Linked DNA regions of Mus musculus: regions 1 and 2 are each linked to region 3. Evidence: chromatin contacts called from public HiChIP or PLAC-seq data. All regions are on one chromosome and are shown on one strand. The core of a region is the stretch at or near the end of the contact, and the rest is flanking DNA. Distances in the headings are between cores, read along the strand shown.

Region 1 (2,700 bases), core at 104-2,603, 580 kb after region 3:
ATTCCTCTTAGATAAAGGTCTAAAGGGTGGAATGGTGGCTTGGCATGGTGAGTATACTTTTCCACGTGCTCAGTGACATTCTCACATTCCATCTGGGGGTGTGAAGGTTGCCCTGGTCCATCAGCCTGCATCTCTGATCTTTTTTTTTTTTTTAATAGAATACCTTTTACTTATTTTTCAATAACTACACACATGTAAACAATGTATATTGGTCATATACACCCCTAACCATCCTCTCCATTCTTCCCTCCCCTGGACACTCCAATTCACTACCTCCCACTTTTTCTTCCAACCTCCTCTCTCTGTGTCTGTCTGTCTGTCTCTCTTCTCTCTCTGTCTCCACTGAGGCTAACTGGTGCTGCCCAGTGGAGTGTCCACTGATCCCCTTGGCTTGCTCTTGGTCAATAGCCACAGCTGTAGTGTGTTCATGGGTGTAGTGTCAAGTCCAGAGGACAACCCTCCTCCCATCTTTCCTCCCATCCCTCCTCCCATCCCTCCTCCCATTCCTCCTCCCCATCCTCCAGCTCTTACATTCTTTTTTTATTTTATCTTCTTCAATTTTATTTTATTTTGAGACAGGCTATCACTGTGTAGCCTGCCTGGCCAAGAACTTGCTGTATAGAAGACTGGCCTGAAACAGAGATTTGCCATCACACCAGGCAGCTCCTACACTCTTTGTGCCTCCTCCTACAGCCAGCCATTGGCAGAAAGTCCCATGTAGGGCTAGCCCTCAACACTCGCTTACTCTCAGCACATGGGCAGCTGTGAGTCTCCGCATTAAGTGCTCAGCACAGCACATCGAAGCTGCTTCTGGCCAAGGCAGAGGCAGCACCCATCTAGAGTATAAAACAAGCGTTTAGAAGGCCATGTAGCTTAGTAAAACAACAGCAGGCGGTTCCCCTCCATGGCTTGTGACACCCTGGAGTCTCTGACCGTTGACCAGGCCACAACACCAGGCCTGGGCCCCCTCCTGTGCAGAGGCCTCAGATCCAGCAGAGCAGCTACATTGTTCCCAGGGCTTTTTGACTTTCTTTTCTGATGGCTGGAACTGTATCTCACTGTGGTTTTTAATTTGCATTCACTTGATGACTAATGAGGGATAAACCTGTTTGAACCAGTTGTACAACCTGTTCAGAGTTTTGTTTTGCTTCCAAGAGAATTACGTCTTGTTTGTTGGTTTAATTGTGTGTCCTTGTTACCCTTGTAATTTGAGAAATATAGATGAAAAGGCAGGATTCCTGTCTTGAGGGAAATTCACAGAACAATCAACATGTCAACATAGTATTATATGTGAAATACAAAAGGGGGGTAGAGGACAGGGCGGAAGTGCGATGCTGGCAGGGGAGTCATTCAGAGTCTTCTTTGCTGACTCACGCAGTCGGTTGCACATGCTGCTGAGGAATAAACTAGAAGGGCACAGATTCCATTCTCTTAGGATTCGTTTCTTAAATCATGTGTGCATGTGTGCACACACATGTGCATACTTTCTATGAATGTGTGCACACACATATGCATGCTTTCTGTGAATGTGTGCACACACATGCATGCTTTCTATTCATGTGTGTGTGTGTGTGTGTGTGTGTGTGTGTGTGTGTGTGTGTAGACACAGGCATGCGTTCGTGCAGGGCACTGATCCCTGGAGCCAGAGTTACAGAGTTGAGTTGTAGGCAGTGGCTTCTGCTGCTGACTTGTATACTGTAAGCTAGCAGTCCAGTGAGCTTTTGGGTGATTCTCCAGTCTCTGCCTTCTATCTCACCAAGGAGGCATGCTTGACTTACAGATGTATGCTAACACACCTGGCTTAAATTCCCCCCAATCCCCATATCCCCACTGAGGCAGCGGTTCTCCATGTAGCCCTGGCTGTCCTGGAACTTACTTTGTAGACCAGGCTGACCTGGAACAGAGATCCATCTGCCCCTTCCTCCTGAGTGTTGGGATTAAAGGTGTGCACCACCACGCCTGGCTTGCTTTGGGTGTGTGTGGGGGTGGGAGGGTGGGGGGTGGTAAGGATTGAATTTAGATTCTCACATCGAAGGCTTTAGCCTGCTGAGCTATCTCTTGGCTCCAGATCTTTTGATTTTAAACTTAATGCTTTGTACACTGCCCATGGTTATCCCAAACACACCCTTAACACTACGTCTTCGTTACTCACTGTCTCTCCTGGTGCTTCCTTTCATGTGTGAAGCCGAAGGCCCCTTATTCATTTTTCATAAGCAGAAGTCAGGCATCTCATCTAAAAAGAATGCATTCATTCCACACGTCTGTTTACTTATACACAGATGTGTATTTTCAATTTCTTCCTTTCCGGTTCAGGAAGCTGCTGGTAATAAATTTTCATTAAAGTGGTACAAGATCGGAAAGTGAAATAAGCCCCAGCACATTTTCCTAAGTAATCAACAGAATCCCAAAGTGAGAGCCAATTATAACCCTCAGGATCCGCCCCCGCTCATTCAAATGCAGTTATCACAGGGTAGAGCCCAGTGGGGGGCTGCCCACTTCCCCTCAGCTTTTTTTTCACCCCCTTTCTCCAGCTCCAACATCTGAACAATCAGTCCTTCAGCCTCCCAACCTAAGACTTGAGACTTTGTGTCTTGTGTTGATTAAGAAGATGCCAGTCAGGACGAAGTCAGACATGGATGTGTGATAGAGGCTCAGTGCGTGGCTCACTCAGTATTCACAGTTTTTACTTATCTATTTTAT
Region 2 (2,700 bases), core at 194-2,693, 590 kb before region 3:
GAATAGAGTTTAACCATGAATGTGTTAGGACTCCGGTTTTAAGGAAGCATTAGATTGAATTGTAGAAAGCTCAAGTGGGCAGAAAGCTTTGAAATGAAAGTAGGAAGGAAAAGATAAATTGGGAAAACGCCACAAGAAATGTTCTAGGTAAGTTAGCACCAGCTAGACATACTCACCTTCTCCACAGACAGGGTTTCTCTGTGTAGCCCTGGCTGTCCTGGAACTCAAACTCAGAAATCTGCCTGCCTCTGCCTCCCAAGTGCGGGAGTGTCAGGACTAAAGGCGTGCACCACCACCACCTGGCCTTTTGATAGCATGAACAAAAAATGGTTACTGCACAGCGATACCCATGAGCATAGACTTCCCTCAGCATAAGGAGAAGGTACCTGGCCAGGAAGTGGGAAGGCTGGCCAGTGTTCCCAGGGGAGCTCGGCTGAGGGTGTGCCTCGGTGGGCTGCTCTCGGAAACTGGGTCGATTGTTTTGGAGAAGGATTTGGAAGAATGTACTGAATCAAAGCTGCTTAGGCTCAGCATTCCCAGGACGGGAGGAAACGCTCACCAAGAAGCTTCATGCGTGATGGCTTTGCTCACATGACAGCTGTACATAACCCGAGGGTCCAGCCGGTGAACCAGGTGAGGTCACACTGGGCAGTCCCTGGGCTCCGAAACATGGAACTTCAGGATGTGGCCTGCAAAGAGCCTTAACCTCTGCTTCACTTAGTTCTGTCATCTTAGGGGTTCACTCGGGGTTCTCCATCATACAGTGCCTGGGGTGTGACAAGTGGGTGTTAGTCTAGGTGACACATAAATACAGATGAGGCCAAAAAGTAGAATTAAAGTGGTTTGGTTCTCTGGAGTAAGGATTTAAAAGAAACTTGTTTTATGGTGTTGGTATTTTGCATGAATGTGCATGCACACAGTGTGTGCATTGCCGCTGGAACTAGAGTTCCAGGTGGTTGTGAGCCACCACGTGGATGCTGGGAACCAAAGCCATTTGTTTTCAACCAAAGAATAAGTTCTTGTAACCACTAGCCCCACAGTGAAGGATTCTAAGATAAACTGTAGTTACTTGACGGGTTCTTTCCTCCCAGTCTGCCAATATGGGTTCATGCATATGTGCGGGGTGTGTGTGTGTGTGTGTGTGTGTGTGATGCTCCAGCCTTGCCCACCCTTTCTCTTCTGTAGGTTCCCCTTCTGTAGCCACCCTGGTTGTGGTCCTGGGGACTGATGGAAATGCAGCTGTGTAGGGTGGGGAGGCAGGGCCAGTTGGGGAGACTCCTGACCTGGCTGCTAGGCTGTGGGCGGGAGGCCTTCATCTATTAAAGGGCTCTGTGGCCTTGTGGTTGGAATTTTGCCATATGCTATAAATAGCCAGTGTGAGAGTGTGAAGAAATGGAGCCAGGGAGGAGAGAGGAAACGGGAGGCCCCCTGGGTCTCCAGCTGGCAGTGGCCAGGGTGTGGTGTGGGAAGGGTGTGGAATGTCACATGGGATGCAGAGCTGCAGGCAGGCTTGGTGTGGGGCCTGGACTGGAAGGATCGCTACAACCCTAGGAGGCAGGTGCTGTCAGTCACCTCTCAGAGAGTGGCTAGGTGACTTGCCCCAGGCGCACAGCTGTGAGGCATCAGCAGTCTGGCCAGCTCAAAGCTGCTCTGCAGGGTCGGCTCTGGGCAGGTCTGGGAGGTCGGTGGCTCCAGTGAGCTGTTGGGTCCTCTCTGAGGCTTCATGTTGCCTTCTCAGGCTTCTCCACTGGGATCCTATGGTTGTGCCAGAGGGGCTGGTGCCTGACACTGGCCTGGAGCTAGGCCAGGCTGAGGTCTACTCTGTTTGTTGTTGCCCTTGTGACTCCAGGGGCTGATTGTAGTCTGAATGGAGGTGGACACTCTCCTGAGTCATGGGTGTAGGTCAGAGGTGGAGCGGACAGTACACACAAAGTCCAGGTTCCATCCTCAGCATCTATAGCAGGGGTCTTGCTTCGTGTTGAAGCCATCCCTCCTTCTTGTCCCCTCTGCTCATAGTCTGTCCACGCCATCTGTTACATAGGAACCCGTTCTGTGCTCAGCAGCTCAGGGCCAGCCTTGCAGGCCTGTGGGGGAAGCTGGGCATCTGGGAAGCAATTGCAGAGGACACTTAGGAGTGTTTGCGCTCCACACATGCTTTCGCTTCCTCCCGCGGGAGAAGGAGCTGTGTCCTCCCTGGACGGGGTGCTTCACATAGCTCCACTACCCACTCCTGCCACAAGTAGCCAGGGCTTGTAGACACTCTAGGTGCCACCCTGGCTTCCGGCGCTGGCTCGGGCTTTGTTTCCGGCCTATACTCATCCCTTAGAGTCTCATCCACAACCTAAAGCCTTGTGCTTGAATAAGGTCCTGGTTGGGAGAAGCCGGTGCACACCCTGTCTGAGCCCCATTCTGGATACCGAGACCCTTCTGGGCCAGGCTGAGTTCTAGCCACCTGGCAGGTTGTCACCACAAGTGTCAGGGCCTAGGCCAACAGGACCTGGCATGGCTAGGGCTGAGGCTGGGTTCTGCCATTCTGACTGGGTAGCATTCTGACCTTCCGGGTCCTACCTGGAGCCCTAAGACTGGCGTCTTGCCCAGTTGGGGCCTCCCTGGGAGGAGCTTTTGCCTGCCGCCGTGAGATCTTGTGAGCATGTCTTGAGGGTTCCTCTTCCAGAACGGCCAGTCAGGATCCTCCTGTCT
Region 3 (2,870 bases), core at 315-2,814:
AGGTGGACAGCCTTTCAAGAGGGAAGTTAGGTTGAGATCAAAATGGAGGATTTCAATGAAGATCTGGGAGAGGAAACTTCCAGAAAAAGGATAGATGGAGAGGATCAAGGTCCTGGGGCAGGAACCAACCAGTGTGTTTTATGACTGGAGGAGGAGGGTAAGGAGGAGCTGGGGCCTGGGGGGGTTATAGAAGAATGTGGAGAGGCAAGCCATTCTGGTCTTACAGGCTACAAGAGAGTTTAGATTCCAGACCTAGTAACCTGGGCAGCCAGGGGATTGCATTAGGGAGGAGAGGTGTGTGTGTACCTGTGTGCGTGTGTGCGTGCATGCATGCACTTTGAACCCAGGGCCTTGAACATGCTAAGCAAATACCTTTTTTGTTTGTTTTGCTTTTGTTTTGTTTTGAGACAGGGTTTCTCTGTATAGCCCTGGCTGTCCTGGAACTCACCTTGTAGACCCAGCTGGCCTTGAACTCAGAAATCCGCCTGCCTCTGCCTCCCAAGTGCTGGGATTAAAGGCATGCGCCACCACCGCCTGGCGGCTAAGCAAATACTTTACCACCAAGCCGTATCTCTAGACTTTTATTTTTGAGACAAGATCCCATGTTATCCTGGCTGGCCTGGAACTCACTATGTAGACCAGGCTAGTCTCCAATTCACAAAGATCTGTCTGCCTCCCAAAGAAGGGAAGGATTAAATGAGTGAGCTAGCTTCTCCTTTTAAAACTTTAAAAAAATACATAATTATGTATATTTGGCTTTTTGAGACAAGGACCTACTATGTAGCCAGACTCTTCTCAAACTGGCATAATATTTCGCCTCAGCTTCCCAGAGACTGGGGTCACAGGTGTGAACTACTCTAACATTTAAAACTAATTTAAGAAATGTATTGTTACTGGGGCTGGAGGCATGGTTCAGAGGCTGAGAGCTTGCACTGCTTTTCCAGAAAATGGAGTTCAGTTCTTAGCACAGACGGCAGTCAAAATACACACATTCGCATCACCAATGATAAAAAATTTCAATCTTTTATGATTGTGTGTGCATGCTGTGTGTGGGTAGGTGAGGATGTCGCTTGCTATGTGTGGAGGTCACCGGATAACTTTGTAGATTCTCTGCTCTCCACTTTTACCTGCATTCTGGGTCGGACTCAGGTTGCCAAGCTTGCACCATAGGCGCCTTTATCAGCAGAGCTATCTGGCTAGTAAAGGCCCTTAACATTTTGCTTGCTTTGATATAGAGCATCATACTGGGGAGGCAGAGACAGATGAAAGCGGGAAGCAGAGGACGAATTCCAGACGCTGGCAAGGACAGAGCATCGAGGGACCAGGCGCCCTCCCGGGTGAGCCCCGGAACCGGCATCCGTTTGGAATCTGGGAGGGAGGCTCCGCGCGAGGGCTGGCCGGGACGGCGCGTCCTGGCGCCCGGCGTCTGCTCGCAGAGCCAGCCCTGGCAGCACGCCTGCCGGGCGTTTCCTGGCAACCAGCCACCGCCTGAACGTTCCGAACTCTACAGCCCGCGACGTCACCGTCACCTTGACGACGGCCGTGGGAACACGCCCCGTCGGCACCGGGGGCGGGGTCTGAGCGCTGCGCGCTCTGCGCGTGTGGAGAGGGGCGGGGCCTGGGCAGGTGCGAAGGCAGGTGCGGCTGCAGGTGTGAGCGGGGCGGGGCGGGGCGGGGCGGGGCCTTCTGCACCCGCCGCTCTGCAGCAGCGCTCACCCGCCCCTTCTGCTCCGGTTGCTCTGCAGCAACGCATCCTAGACCACCCAAACTCAGCTTGCCCTTGCGGACTGACCTTGTTTTTCACACACAGTTTTCTGTGTAAAATGACCTAATCTGCTTATATATTTGTCTCTGTCAGTCCTGTGAGGTCAAGAATGAATTCTGCCTTGTTCATCTCTATTTTTAGCACCCTGTACAGATCCTGGCACGAAGCGCTATTGAATGCCAGTAGCGTGAATCCACAGATTGACTCAATCGTTTCGTTCATTTGTGTGCTCGTTTGACTAGATGAACAACACCGGGCACACGCCCCCTGCAGGTGAGGAAGGAGATATTAAAAAATATTCCAGAAGGCTGTGGTCACATGCCCACGGATTCCAAACCTTGAGAGATAGAGGCAAAATCAGGGGCTGAAGATCATCTTCAGCCACAGAGCAATTTTGAGGCCAGTCAGTTTGATACAAGATCCTCAAAACCGAATAAAATAAGAAAACAAAGCTACTGGGCCGGGTGGTACACACTTGTAATCCGCAGTACAGATGGGTGAGGGGCAGGAGATTACAAAATCGGGGCTAGCTTGATCTTCAGGCTAAGTTTCAAGACCGTGTCTCAAACTTTAGAAAACAAAACTCTCTCCTAAATTGCAGTACTAAGAATGAATGCCAGCCAACTTTTTTTTTTTTTTTTTTTTCGTGACAGGGTTTCTCTGTGTAGCCTTGGCTGTCCTGGAACTCACTTTGTAGACCAGGCTGGCCTCGAACTCAGAAATCTGCCTGCCTCTGCCTCTCAAGTGCTGGGATTAAAGGCGTGTGCCACCACGCCCGGCTTTATTAACACTTGTTAATTCACAGTGTTCACAGGGTTGTTCCACCATCACACCCATTGACAGATGAGGACGTTGAAGAGAACACTCCTGTGTGTTAAGTTGCTGGGCCCAGTGGTCAAGTGAGAGCCTGTGGAAGGTGTAGGAGAGAGACAAGGTGGGGGAACATGCAGTTACCTGGTACAGGTGTTTTATCTTTTGTGGTATTGAGAATTGACTTACTAGGAGCTTGCATGTTAGGTGAACAAGGTGCCACTGAGTGTATACTCACTTCCACACTTTTGTTTTAGGCAGTGTCTCCTTATGTAGCCCTGGCTAACCTAAAATT

What was found. HiChIP or PLAC-seq counts read pairs in DNA pulled down with a chosen protein or histone mark.
Region 1: a contact with region 3 is called in an HNF4G HiChIP or PLAC-seq map of pancreatic cancer cells. The contact joins two enhancer-like sites.
Region 2: a contact with region 3 is called in an HNF4G HiChIP or PLAC-seq map of pancreatic cancer cells. The contact joins two enhancer-like sites. A contact is called at or near these places in 5 of 39 promoter capture datasets (the 3T3-L1 cell line, frontonasal cranial neural crest, hippocampal neurons and 2 more) and 1 of 115 datasets of contacts at active chromatin or transcription factors (pancreatic cancer cells).

The regions. Positions count from the first base shown.
Region 1 is chr9:120,592,553-120,595,252 of GRCm38.p6, forward strand. No RefSeq gene overlaps it. Among named protein-coding and RNA genes, the nearest start is that of Gm34323, 8.0 kb to the right of the region's middle. Within about 2 kb of position 1,354, at least 53 of the 459 cell types and tissues checked have an H3K27ac peak or open chromatin away from gene starts, as enhancers often do. A contact at or near this core is called in pancreatic cancer cells, where this site is marked.
Region 2 is chr9:119,424,023-119,426,722 of GRCm38.p6, forward strand. All of the region lies in intron 1 of Acvr2b (activin receptor IIB), which reads left to right. Among named protein-coding and RNA genes, the nearest start is that of Exog, 20 kb to the right of the region's middle. Within about 2 kb of position 1,444, at least 102 of the 459 cell types and tissues checked have an H3K27ac peak or open chromatin away from gene starts, as enhancers often do. A contact at or near this core is called in pancreatic cancer cells, where this site is marked.
Region 3 is chr9:120,009,772-120,012,641 of GRCm38.p6, forward strand. Gm33800 (a long non-coding RNA gene) reads left to right here. Exons shown (of 4, transcript XR_871355.3): 3 at 1,236-1,337; 4 at 1,907-2,379. Among named protein-coding and RNA genes, the nearest start is that of Xirp1, 12 kb to the right of the region's middle. Within about 2 kb of position 1,565, at least 341 of the 459 cell types and tissues checked have an H3K27ac peak or open chromatin away from gene starts, as enhancers often do. A contact at or near this core is called in pancreatic cancer cells, where this site is marked.